2 separate regions of the Oryzias latipes genome follow, and region 1 is linked to region 2. Evidence: chromatin contacts called from public Hi-C data. All regions are on one chromosome and are shown on one strand. Each heading gives the region's core, a stretch centred on a gene start, on an enhancer-like site or on the middle of the called end of the contact. The rest is flanking DNA. Distances are from core to core; before and after follow the strand shown.

Region 1 (5,928 bases), core at 1,059-3,558, 88 kb before region 2:
CTTAAGGGACGTGATTATCTTGCAGAATCACATTCCAATTTAAGGAGGGTTAATAATGTGAGCCAGAAGTAAAAGTCATATCTCCTTTTGGATTTAAAGAAAGCTCTGGGTAAAGATTTGTACTCGAGTTAGCAGAGGTTAGCAAGGCTTATTATTAGGAGTCTAATGAAGTGTCTAATCATAATCCAAATGTCTAACCTGCCTTAAATTAAGTACAATGGCAAAAAAAAAAACGCTTTTGCAGAAATTCCAAACTTTTCCATATGCTTTGCTGTTTTCACATCGATCAGCACTGCTCCTCCAAAGGTGATGGGCCCTGCTCCCCAGCAGCATGCTCACACTGAAGTGCCACAGTTGGGTGTCCACATGGATTTTCTCCAGTGGCTGAACAGAAGGGTCGCTCAGTGCCGAGTTAATTATGACACGACTTGAGCTGAGTCTCGAACTGCTCTCCAAATTTCTCAAGCGCGTCGTGTACTGAGGACGTTCACACGGACTGTAATTCACAGACTGATGCACGCAGCCAGGCGGCCCGTTCCCAGCATGCTGCGCTTTATAATTCTTGATACTCTGTTGCTCTTCCTTCTGCTGGGTTGGGTTAAGCATATCAACAAGATGCGAGGGAACGTCTGCATTATAATGTTAACATTGTCGTCCAACAGCACATAAGCGAGGGAATGGTCCATGAATGTGTAAACGCCCTCATTACGAGGGTTTCAGTTGCCATGACATCACTTATGCCCAGAGCATGAAGGAGAAACGGGTCATTGACTTTAAAGTAAAACAAAGCTGCTGCATCTAAAGATGACTGAACAGTTTAACTTCAACTAAACCAATTAGGCAACATTACCCAATTCTCTTCAGTTAATCACTCGGTGGTATGCAGATCGGACTCGTCATCCACCAGTTGACCCATTACAAGGTTAAACTTGGCGCTCCTTAAATTGAGCAAATGTTTTAAGCAAATAGATTCAGCAATTTGAGTCTTTGGGATGAGATTAAAGGCATTTCAGAGACCATCATACAGAGCCAAGTGATCAATTGATTTTTATCTGATGGCAAACGTGCATTTTAAGAGCGCCTCTTACTCCCGTTCATTAATATTCATTCAAGCACACGTCTGCTCACAAACAGGCTGTGCCCTCAACTGTCAGCCGGGTAAAGCTTTAGCTGGACTCAGTAGTTAAAGTACTGTAGCCAATGATGTGTCACACAGCAATTAAACGTCTTGTTTCTGTAGGTCAGGAGTTTCTGGTTTGTCTGGGGAAATTGATATATTTTAAAACAGTTACTAAAATAAAAATGAATTACTATAATAAAATGAGTAACCATAATTTAATTTGTTTATTTTTGGGAAGTTCAGAATAAAAAGGAATAACTCATCTGTTCCTTAAAAATAAAAAAAGAGGTTCTTTCATTTGTTTTCACCCTTCTGTGCGTTTCTATGTATAGGAATCTCATTTCATTTTTTGGGACAAAAAATTAATGTAAAAGGATTTATTTTAAAATTGCAGTTTGTATTATTCAATATTAAAGTCCAAATGTGCAAAATCTAAGGATGTTTGACTTTTTTTTCTTAGTTTTCTCCTCTTACTATGCTGTAGAGCTGTTCTATCAGTCAGGGACACCAGAATAGTCAAAAGGTTGAAATGCTGCAGGGCTAAAAGTAAAGAGGTGGATCCTTTGGTTGAAGAAATAAACTTGTGGGGGTTGTTTCAGTTCTTATACTTACAGATCTACCATTCAATCCCCAAAAAAACAGCTCCAAAATGGGATTAAGATTCAGCCTAAGGCTAAATGTGTTCATACTGGAGGCAAAATTGTTTCAAATCTGACTTTTTGGACAGATTTTTACAAAACCTAGTTTTTATGACTGAGGAGCAAAAATCCTACATGGTTTGTATCAAGTTGTATGATATGTTTAAGCTGTGCACAGTTGACTAATCTTATAAGAACTTGTCTGTTTACCTTGGCACTTTTTAGGTTTTGGGAGTGGTTTGTTTCTTTCCCAGCAAAAAAAATTAAGTCTGACCCCGCTGAACAAAAACATGCCAAAACAGAGGCACTGTCTGCACTGCAGCTCTGCATCACAGTGAAAATAAACTGGTATTTCAAGTCCAAACCCCATGAGACTGCACAAAAATCATTAGCTATTAATACATTTAATTTAAATTTAATCTGCTGCAATTAGGAGATGTGAATAATTCTCACTACGAAAGCCAGCTTTTTATTAATTAAATACTGTTGTGTAGTTATCAAGCAGCAGGTGGCACCAGAGAGCAAACTTTAATCTGCTGCCACCTGTCAAGGCCTGGCTGGGTTGTTGTTGTGCTCTTTTTTTGTGTGTGTGAGACAGATGGCACTTACAAACAGCCATCTTTGATATCAGAGACTCAAAAAGTTCATGTCATTTAAAGTCGGATCAGATTGTTAGACATGCAAATGAGCGCTGGCGCTGACCAGCCCAAGTACACAGGTGAAAAGCTGGAATATACACGTTGTAGTGGGTCAGATGAAGCTTCCTGCTGCTCCCGTTATAACCCTTTTGACAATATGCCCAGTCATCTCCATGTTGGCACACAGCAGAGAGCACAAAGCGCACTATTAATGGCAAGCTCAATTACGGTAGAATCTCTGCTAATTTGTGGAAGCAGAGCTTAAATCTGTTGGTTTTTAGCACAATATAAAAGAACCGTATTAAGACATTTAAGCTTTTAAAGAAGTGTCTGCAAATGATGCATCATTAAACGTGAAGTAATTTCACAATAAAAGCAGCTGTCAAACATATTGACTGCCACACTCTTATTGTGTGACATCATAGTTTGGATGCAACAGACCCAGCTTATGTCCCATAGTCAAAGCACATACTGTATTACACAAAGAGCCTGTCAAATTATGCTGCTTCCTGTGGTGGGGTGGCATAAAAAGTAACTAATCATTAAAGTCAATGGAACCCCATTGTAAATAAGCCAGTTCCTGTTTTAACAGGCTGAGTAATGGTTTTCTCAACCTGGACGGAGACAAAGGTCTACACAATGGAAACGCATGAAGAGCCAATGTGTCACTCAGATCCACTTAGAAACATGCTGACAGCGTTGCTATCATTAAAGGAGATGGAAGATGAACACGATGAGTGCCTCGTCGTTAATCCCCACCATTTTCAAAATGCCTATCCATTCTGGCAGCTGCGAACCAGACAACCGTGTGCAAATGTGTTTTTTACAGTCAAATAAAATCTCTTTCAGATGCAAAAACATTTCAAGAATTCCTAAATGCTCTGTGATGGAAGGCAAAGGCGATAAGTCAAGGAGTTTGTTTGATTTAAACAAAAGAAAAATGAAAACAGCCCCCCCCAAAAATGTATTCATGGATAAATCAAACCTTTTTAATTTTTCGTGAATTCTATGGACAATAAGGAAAATAACTCAATAAGATATAGGACTGGCACACGGGAAACCAGCATTCAATTCCCAGGGGGTGCATTGAGCAACCAACATCAGTCAAGCATATCTACAAAGCAACTAGTAGTTCAATTTTTCAACATGCACAAACAACAACTGCTATCACAACTTAAGACTGAAGATGTACAACACAAATGGAAGACACCATGAGACAGCCGGAACAGAGTGGTGGAGCATGACTACCAAGGCTGAAAACTAAACAACTGACCAATAACCTGGAATAACAACATAGAAGCTCATATAATGACAATCATAATGACAATCAAGATAATAGGTGCATGGTCCAATACATGAGGAAATTGGTGGAGATGCCAGAGGAGCCAAACATTAACTTCTGATATGGTTTCAAATTCAGTCCTACAATTGGGTCTTTGCTGTCTGGAAACGAACAACCATGGGTGGGATAAATCCATGGGACCAGAGAAGATGCCATTGCTTTACGCTCAACCCTACTGAACTGACTTTGTGTGCTCCCTTTACACACTATTGAGACTGCCGTTTGTTAAATTGTTGTACATTTCCAAAATGTCTTGTTTCTCCAAGCTTCCAATACCAAACCAGAGCTAATGTCAGTAGAAATTGGATGGTACTTGCCAAAAATTTATGGATGCAACCTATCTTACAAATGCATGTTTCTAACAAATGTGACACTATTAAAAGGAAACTGTCATGGTTTGGGTTTCCTTGCATTGGTTTTTGCTTTTCGTTTTGTTTTTTGTCATGTTTGAGTTCTGTTTCCTGTTTTATTTTGAAAGGTTCCCTGCATGTCATGTTTTTGAGTTTTACTTCCCTGGTTCCAATCTCTCCTGATCTCTTGATCACCATGAAGGACTTTGAGAAGTGTTTGATCACGGTCGTCTGAAACAACATGCAGTAATAAATCAAAGAGCCAAATAATTTCAAGAAATATGACGCCTGGATTCAACACTTTCTCCATAAGTCTGAAGTGACCTGATTATCAGCAAAGTTCTGACATGCAGACAACTTGACCTCAACTCTTAGGCGCCGCTGATATCAGCTGAAGAAGGATATGGACCTCTATCTAATGTCTGCAGACATAAGAGCAAAGAGAACTATAAGCTTTGTTTTAAACCGAGAAGAACGGCTGTTAATCAGCAGAAGAAGAAATACCAGCCTTGGTCTTTCGACAAATATGGACCCTTTTTATTTTACTTCACAGCATTACTTTATCATAAAAAAAGCAAACAAAATGATAAAAATACAAAAAAATAATAAAACAAATGATTAATCAATTGTTGAAAGTTGTCAAATTGATTGACTTAATGATATATCTTCACTTGCTCCAAAAAATTTGATAAGTTGATTCATGAATTTTTCCTAATGTTACATAATTTTGCACATTTTAACTTCTGATACTTGATCAAATTTTGCTATGAAAATTCCTGAAACAGGGTTATGTCTATTTTACTGATATAGTATTATTTTTATTTTTTAATCATGACTTTTATAAGTAACATAATCTTCTTATATTTTGGATACTTCATTGCCATGTTGATTTCTAAAAGTTATTTTTTACAAAATAATTTAAGTAATTCATCTTCATCATGTGCTTTATTGATACTTCAAGATTCTTAATTCTGTCTGATAAAAGCTAGGAACCGGATATTGATAAATCATGTAATAAAATGGTTACAGTAGAACAGGGGTGGGATTATATAAATTCGCTTCCTTCCACTCCCTTTCAAGCAATATTTAATTTTATGTCTAATTATTCTAACTGAGTTTCTCCTCGTTGGGATTAATAAAGTTTTCATTCAAGTTTGATTAGTTATTGTATGAATGTATAACTGATGATTGTATTGTTTTTGTGTATTATTCCTATTTGATTGCTTGAAATAAACCATTTCCAATCAAAAATCAAAAATCAAAAATCGTGTCACCTGTGTCTTGTCAGTCCTGTCTGTATTTGAGTCTTGTCTCTGCCTTCCTCTTGTGCTGGTCCATCAATGTCTCTTCCCTGACTCCCTTCTGCCATGTGTTCATGCTATGCCTACAGTCCTTCATGCTCACCAGCCCTACCAACCTGACAGAAATAATACAAGCTTCCCAAAAGTGTCATATTTATTGACAAAAAACAGTTATAACAATGAAATATTAGTATACTTTAGATTTGAGCTGGATCTCAGGCTTTTTGTTCCTTGCCTGACAAGCAATTTGGAAACTTCGACTACATATTCTTTCTTGTTTTACAAGTTGTGAATGTAATTCTGAAATGCAGAAGTTTCTAGGAACTGCATGTGTGGTTAATTGTGCAATGAGAGGAGGCACAAGGTGCCATTTTAAAGATCCAAGAACCAAAGACAGCCAAGAACATTTTTTTTCCCAGACACACAACACTTACCCTGCAGTGTGACTCTTGCCTTCACCTCTTCTGACTCACTGAATAAATGTCCCCAGGATGAAGTGTTACTCAAAGAAACCCTGGCGTGGTGTTTCATTGAGCAAC
Region 2 (6,592 bases), core at 4,059-6,558:
CAAATTTACAAACAGGAAGCCATTCTACCTCAGATTCTGCAGCCCCAGAAACATGTGTGGGCTGATTCTCTCCAGGTTGTTTCCATTCAGGTAAAGGGTCCTCAGGGTTATTAGACTGGAAAAGGCCCCCTCCTGGAGGTACGAGATGCGGTTGTTCCCCAGATGAAGCAGGTCTAGACTGGAGAAGTTCCAGAAGTCCGTGCGAAAGATCCCCTGGATTAAATTCCCACTCAAGTAGAGTTTACGACCGTTGAGAGGGCGAGGTGTGAGCTGGGACACATTGTGGAAGCCACTCTCTTTGCAGTTGACAGTGAGGCCCAAGTCAGTGATGTGCAGGTTGCAGGTGCAGCCCAGGGGACAGATAATAGGGATGGGGGGGCGGGTCTGGTAGCCAGCAACAGGGTTGGGCATCAGACTGCGAGAGGTGGGGGACGTTCTAGAAGGCCGTGGCCTTTTGGTCGGTCTCAAGTGCTTCTCCCTGTCTCTACGTTCTGCAGAGGAAGAGGATGACGAAGTGGAGGAAGTATGCGTGTTCTGGCGGGAGCCATGCACCATGGAGGAGGGTTTCGTCGGTCTGACTCGCCCAGGATTGGAGTTGGTTTTAGAGTTGGGGGTCAAGTGCTTTGGCTGTGATCCTGCCGATGGACCGCCTCGCTCTCCTTGGAGTTCTTTATCTGGCAGATCTGCACACAGTTGTTTGCGAGGGATTTCCCTTAGGTCTTTACGATGAAGGTGGAAGGGGTATTCACAGGTAACATCCCCAACAACGGCCGTGTAGGGGATCTGAGCCAGCCACTGCTGTAGCTGCACTGCCTCACAGCCACAGTTCCAAGGATTTTCCTCCAGCTGAAGCTCCATCAGGGAACGGCCAATGTACTCCAGGGTACCAGCATATGCCAGGCTCTTCAGACGGTTTCCTCTCAGGTCCAAATGAGTCAGAGACACAGATCTAGAACAGCAGGAGAAGGAGGATCGTTAGCCGAATTAGATAAAAGGATCATTTGATAGCAAAAGAAAATAAAGGCTTACAAATTTAATTATGCTTTTTAATTCATGATTAATCCAACTTTTATGATTATGACATAGTGTACCACAGTAGAATTAATTCAAGAGAACAGATTGTCTGTCTGTGTGTGACACTGACATTTCGGCAAGTCATTGCTGGTATAATTAAAAACCTTTGTGGCAAAATAATCAGAACCCAACCTGAACAGATGAGCGGGCAAGACAGGGATCAGATTGTCATTCAGGATGAGAACCCGCAGTTTATAGAGAAACCTCAGAGCACCATTGTCGATTCGTTTGATCACATTGTAGTCAGCCTGGAAAAGCAAAGAAATGAAAAAAAAGGGTGACGTTACCAAAATTGGGAAATGGACTGAACCTGAAGGTTCGATGCACTCCACTTGAAAAAGAGGCTCAACGATGTTGAGAAAACTGTTTTACCCCATTTTCACCCCGGCCACTTTACACCCATTGATTGTTTCTGGCGCAGCTCTTCATTTTGTTCTTGGGGGAAAAATGGTCAATAATTCCCTCAATCAAAGATAATCAACACAGATTATCTTCTCAAGCCTACCTGGAGGTACTCCAGAGCCTCTAGCCCAGCGAAGGTGTCATTTTTGAAGACTTCTAGCTTGTTTTCGTGCAGGTACAGCCGCTTCAGTTTGGCCAGTCCATGAAAGGCTCCCACTCGGATGTCCTGGAGTGCATTGTTGCCAAGGTTTAAAGACACTGCGTTGCCAAGGTGCTGAAACCCGTTGCTATAGAGACGTCTAAAAGAGTTCCTCTGGAGGTTGAGTTTGAAAGGGCGGACCCACGAGTGTGACACCTGGATGATTAATTAGAGGTCTTATTAGTTAGCTTATTAATTACGTGGAGTGAACAGTTAGAAAACCCATAAGGCGCATGAGAGACAGGATATTAGATGGGGAGACGTGGTATTTTAATTGGTGATTTAATGGTACCTGGCTGGCATTAGTGAAGCCCCGCCCATCACAGTGCACATGGAGCACACTTTCTTTGACCTCGCACGTGCAAGGTTCAAAGCACGGCTCATCCACTTCCTCCTCGGAGTTGTCCACCAGAGGGGTGTGCGTGGAGGTGGGGGTAGGGGTGGGGGTGTGTGACGCCTTGAAGAGATGCACACATCCCAGGGCCACCGCAAGAGTGACCCACTGCATCCTTCTGCTTCTCCCTTTCAGCTCAACAGCCTGGGGCTGCAGCCCGGCATCAGGCCTTCATCGCACTGCAAAATGAGGCAAAGATTCATACATTCAGACACAAACACACACAACAAACGCCGTCGGACACACAAATCAGTTAGGAGAGGCCAAGCAAAGGGGAGGTAGCCAGAAAAGTCCCTTCAGGGTGAATCACATCGGATGTACATCAGAAGCATATTCAAGCAGACAGAAAATAAATGTTAAATCACACACACTTTTGAAACGCGAGGAACGCAATTCATTATTCCTGAATAATGATGTCTAAGCCAACTGGAGGCCGTGATGCGCCATTATATGAGTCAACCTATGACAAACCTATGAGAATCTGCACAAGAAAACAAAGCTTCAGATAAAAACCAGGGTCTGATTCTTTTTCAAAACATCAATGTATTAACTGCTGCCACACCGGTTTAGAATTTCAAATTTAAATGCTGACATTGTAAATGCAAAACAGAGACACACAAGTGGCCTAATTCACCTGTGAATCACATTTTATCATGTTCAGAGTGGCTTTTTGGACACAAAGATGAAAAAAACTTGTGATGAATATATTCATCCCTGTTCTCAAACTGGGATGCTGAAATGTCATGCACGTGTTGTCTTAATGTATGCACTATGAATATGGGTAGATGCAAATCAGATTCATATTGCTTCTGTCTAATGAACTGCTCCATTTAATGTGATGAATGGCAATCAGAGAACAGAGGGATGCAGCACAAAACTCCTGATATTATCAATCAACCAAATATGTTGGGTTATCAACAGCTATCGAGACCTGTCATAGTTATTATTGTGGTAATGACAGTGGAGAGAAGGCATCACTGCAAATCAAAACTCTTCAAAATGTTGAAAAGGGCTGATGTGGAGGCAGTGGAATGATAGACAGGAGCACAAAGTGGTGCAGATCATAATAGTGATGATAATGAGAATCACACAGATTTGGAAAAAAAGAGGGAATAAAACCAAAATTGGTGAAGTCCTGCTTAAAAAAAGATCATTGGTGAAAATGTGATTCCTGTTCTGGGAATTTTCCTCTCAAGTTTTAATGAGACTTAAATTGGAAGAAAGCATCTCGATCTGCTCAAGCAATGTTGAACACCGCCATGTAAAATGCAATAATGATCATGATGGGATGGTAGCTGTAATCATCCGGTAATAATCTAGGAAAGGCGGGTTAGACGGCGAGGCAGAAGTGAAAACACCACCGCTCGGAAGAGGAAGAGCAATCACAGAGGTGATTATGATGGGAAAATGTAAAGGGAAAAGTGGGAACCAGAGGATGAGGAGGAAAGATGGGAGGAAGGTGAAGGAATGGAGGAGCAGACAGATAAGGGGAGAGTAATGGGCAGAGAGTTGGTGCACTTCAGGAGGAAATGGCTGAGGTGGGAGAGAGGGATAGGATTGCATAAGCACCAAGAAGTCAGTCAAGGCTGCCACTCGGTAGGAGAGCTCACAGTGAAACAACTGAAATCTGATATTGATTATATCAAAGCTGTGCTCTCGATCTGCACAACGCCTCACAGAAAAGCGGTGCCGAAGCCAAGTTTTCCTCCTGAGTGTGTCTACGTGTGCTCAAACAGAGCAAGACGGGTCAAACCATATCCAAAAAGTACGCCTTTATCGCCTGCCAAACACTGAAACAGGTAGCTAGACACGTGTGGATGAGTGTGAGCTTTCATAACAAAATCACTGTCATGCTGCAATATGTGCTGGACAATCTCACGAATAATAAAAAAAAGGAGAGGTGCAATTTCTGCAGGCTGCAAAAAGGAAATTCACCATGCTATTAAAGTGTTCGGAGCATCTGTGCTTTTCCAGGCGATACAGGCACACACGCTTCGACAAATTGGGCCAAAGCATGAAAGGGAGTCCCGACAGCTCTTCAATTTCATCTAAGAAATGCATTGTTTATCACTGGGTCCCCCAACCCCCTGATATAGAGGAGATCAATACTGGGCCTCGATGGACCACTGAGATCCCTCCTGCTTTATTATGCCTTGGTGGATGGTTATCTCTCCCTAATGAGAAGAAACACAGTCAACACTCAAGCTCTTTCTCCAATCAGCCAAGTGGACTAGTCAGCAGTCAGCAAGGCTCTGCGTCACAATGGTAACAAGAAACAAAAAGGAACTGAATGTTGATGGATACAGCACAGCAGGGAACTGGCCTCTGTGTGTCTGTCACACTCTGACTGTTTTCATCATTTAACACAGGCCTCATGCAGGTGTGGCTCCCCTTCTTTTCTCCCTTGAGTCTCTCTGACTTTTTTTTCTTCCTCTTTTCTCTGGACCTGCACACTGACGCAAGCCAACCAGAGATGACGGTCACTTTCTCCAACGTATTATTCATGTCACATAATCCCACTGTCTACCTCTGTGTCCTCTCTGTCGGTCAGAAAGCACACTCATCAAGGCTTTTACACGGGGCCCCTGATCACTGAACACTATCAGCAGAAGCAGCAGCAGCATCACTGATCAAATGCACAGGGCTGTCAGCCCGGACAGCACCAAGAAAATCAATTAACAAGTAACATTTCGGCATGCATTGTAATAGTTTGCTAAATGGAAGTATGACCAATTAAAAAGCCGAGTCAGTAAAAAGATCCCATTAGACATTTACCAGGCTATGTATGAAAATCCTTGGCAGAGTAACGCAATCCAATTGCATTCCTCATCGTCTCGGAGCAGCTTCTCAGATCCACACAGCGACGCTCAGCAGAGCAGGGATGCGGGCAATACTCACTCAGTCCACCGCCAAAGAATTGAGGAACGACCGAGAAAAGACTTTAGAGGCTGACTGTCGACATGTCGTGCACGTTCAGCTGCACTCTTCTCCCTCTCTGCGCTCCTGTAGCGGCTGAGGCGGATGAGGAGGAGGAGGGGGGAGAGAAGGGGGGACGTGATAAGACTGCAATGAGGTGGAGGAGAAAAAAGGAAGCGAGAGAGAGAGGAGAGTGTGTGTGTGTGTGTGTGCGCGTGGGTGTGTGTGTGTGTGTTAAAGAGAGATTGGCTTTAGGATGCAGGTCCGCTTCTCCACCACGCAGCCCATGGGAGCTGCGGCACTGGACCGCTGCTGAACACGCAACCACGGAGGATGCTCTCCTCATCCCGAGCAGAGCGGAGTACTTTTACAGAAGAGGGGGGTGGGGGGTTCCACCATCACGACCTGAACCGGTTCGGCTATTCTCCGAAACAGATTACAGAGGAATCAGAGACGACTGATTGCCATAAACTTTTTAAAAACATTCCATTATGCTGTTGATAATTTACCCCATCATTATCCTTATTGCATTCAATCTCACCTTTTTTTTAATGTGTTACCATGACGACTCGTGCCAGAAAAAGTGATGACTCTTATGAGTTTTGTAAGGCCTGGAAAGCCTTTCTTCCAAACGCCTCTCCTGTCAAGTGGAGGCGGAGGGCGCAACAGATGGCGCCCCCACCGCCTCACCAGCATTAAATTTAGCCCCTTCTCCGTGCTAATCACGACCCCACTAGGTGGCTGCTGCTCCATCAATACTTCCTATATAAGTGGCTCCTCCAGGGCCCCTTGAGAGACTCGGGCTCCCCTCAATCAAACACACACTGCGGTGCCACTGTGTTGCAAACTTTAACAGAAAGGCGTTCAAATATCAGGGAAAAGATTTAATAACAACATGTCTCCCACGTTACCAAGCTGAAAGTTCAATTTTCGGTTCAATTTCACATTGATTCCTGCGTGCATTATGAGGTGAATCACCTTGAGGAGACGGAGAGGCGCATCTCCCCCCTCTTCTTCCCTCCTCTCCCTCCCCACAGCAGGAGAAGCTCTCCCCAGAGATTCCTATCAGAAACAGTAACAGAGGCCGTTCCAGTAATATCAGCGAGATGCAGATGATGGTTATAGATCTCTGGGCTCTCAGGTGCATTAGTGTGTATTACAGCTTCCCCACAAGGCTACTTAATGCTGGCTTGCAGGGGAAACAGTCCAAGCATGTGTACGCTACATGCATTACTTTTGCAGACACATGCACATGTTTAGGTTGTTTGCAGGAGATGTTTTTGTTGCCCAGGTGCTGAGAGATGATTTGATCTATTTTGAGATAGGGTGTCAAATTTGAGATCACAACCCTGAGCTGAGGCACTGGCCATGAAGGGGAATATAGGAGAAAAACAGTCACTTTGCTCACTGTAGTGATGTCAGTGAAGCGTGTAGGCTCTCTAAATTAAGAAAATAAACAGAAAGGAACAGAGAGGATGGTTATCAGGCACAATCAGATACCTGCGGGTCTTCTCTTTGGGGGAAAGAGCCACACTGAGCTCATGAAGTACTTTTTTTGGAGTGTTGACTGGGCCTCTAAAGTAGGGGATCTATTTATACTGTCCTAC

What was found. A called contact is a pair of places that touch in the nucleus more often than the background predicts.
Region 1: a contact with region 2 is called in a Hi-C map of embryo, with 2.6 times the contacts expected there. The contact joins the enhancer-like site here to the promoter of LOC101167411 in region 2. A contact is called at or near these places in 3 of 5 Hi-C or Micro-C datasets (embryo and fibroblasts).

What each region holds. Positions count from the first base shown.
Region 1 is chr22:8,912,706-8,918,633 of ASM223467v1, reverse strand. No RefSeq gene overlaps it. Among protein-coding and RNA genes, the nearest start is that of LOC101167664, 9.0 kb to the left of the region's middle. Within about 2 kb of position 2,308, at least 2 of the 8 cell types and tissues checked have an H3K27ac peak or open chromatin away from gene starts, as enhancers often do. A contact at or near this core is called in embryo, where this site is marked.
Region 2 is chr22:8,826,747-8,833,338 of ASM223467v1, reverse strand. LOC101167411 (SLIT and NTRK-like protein 3) reads right to left here and starts at 5,308. Exons shown (of 7, transcript XM_020713539.2): 1 at 4,968-5,308; 2 at 1,968-2,248; 3 at 1,580-1,831; 4 at 1,207-1,322; 5 at 29-949. The coding sequence starts at 2,183.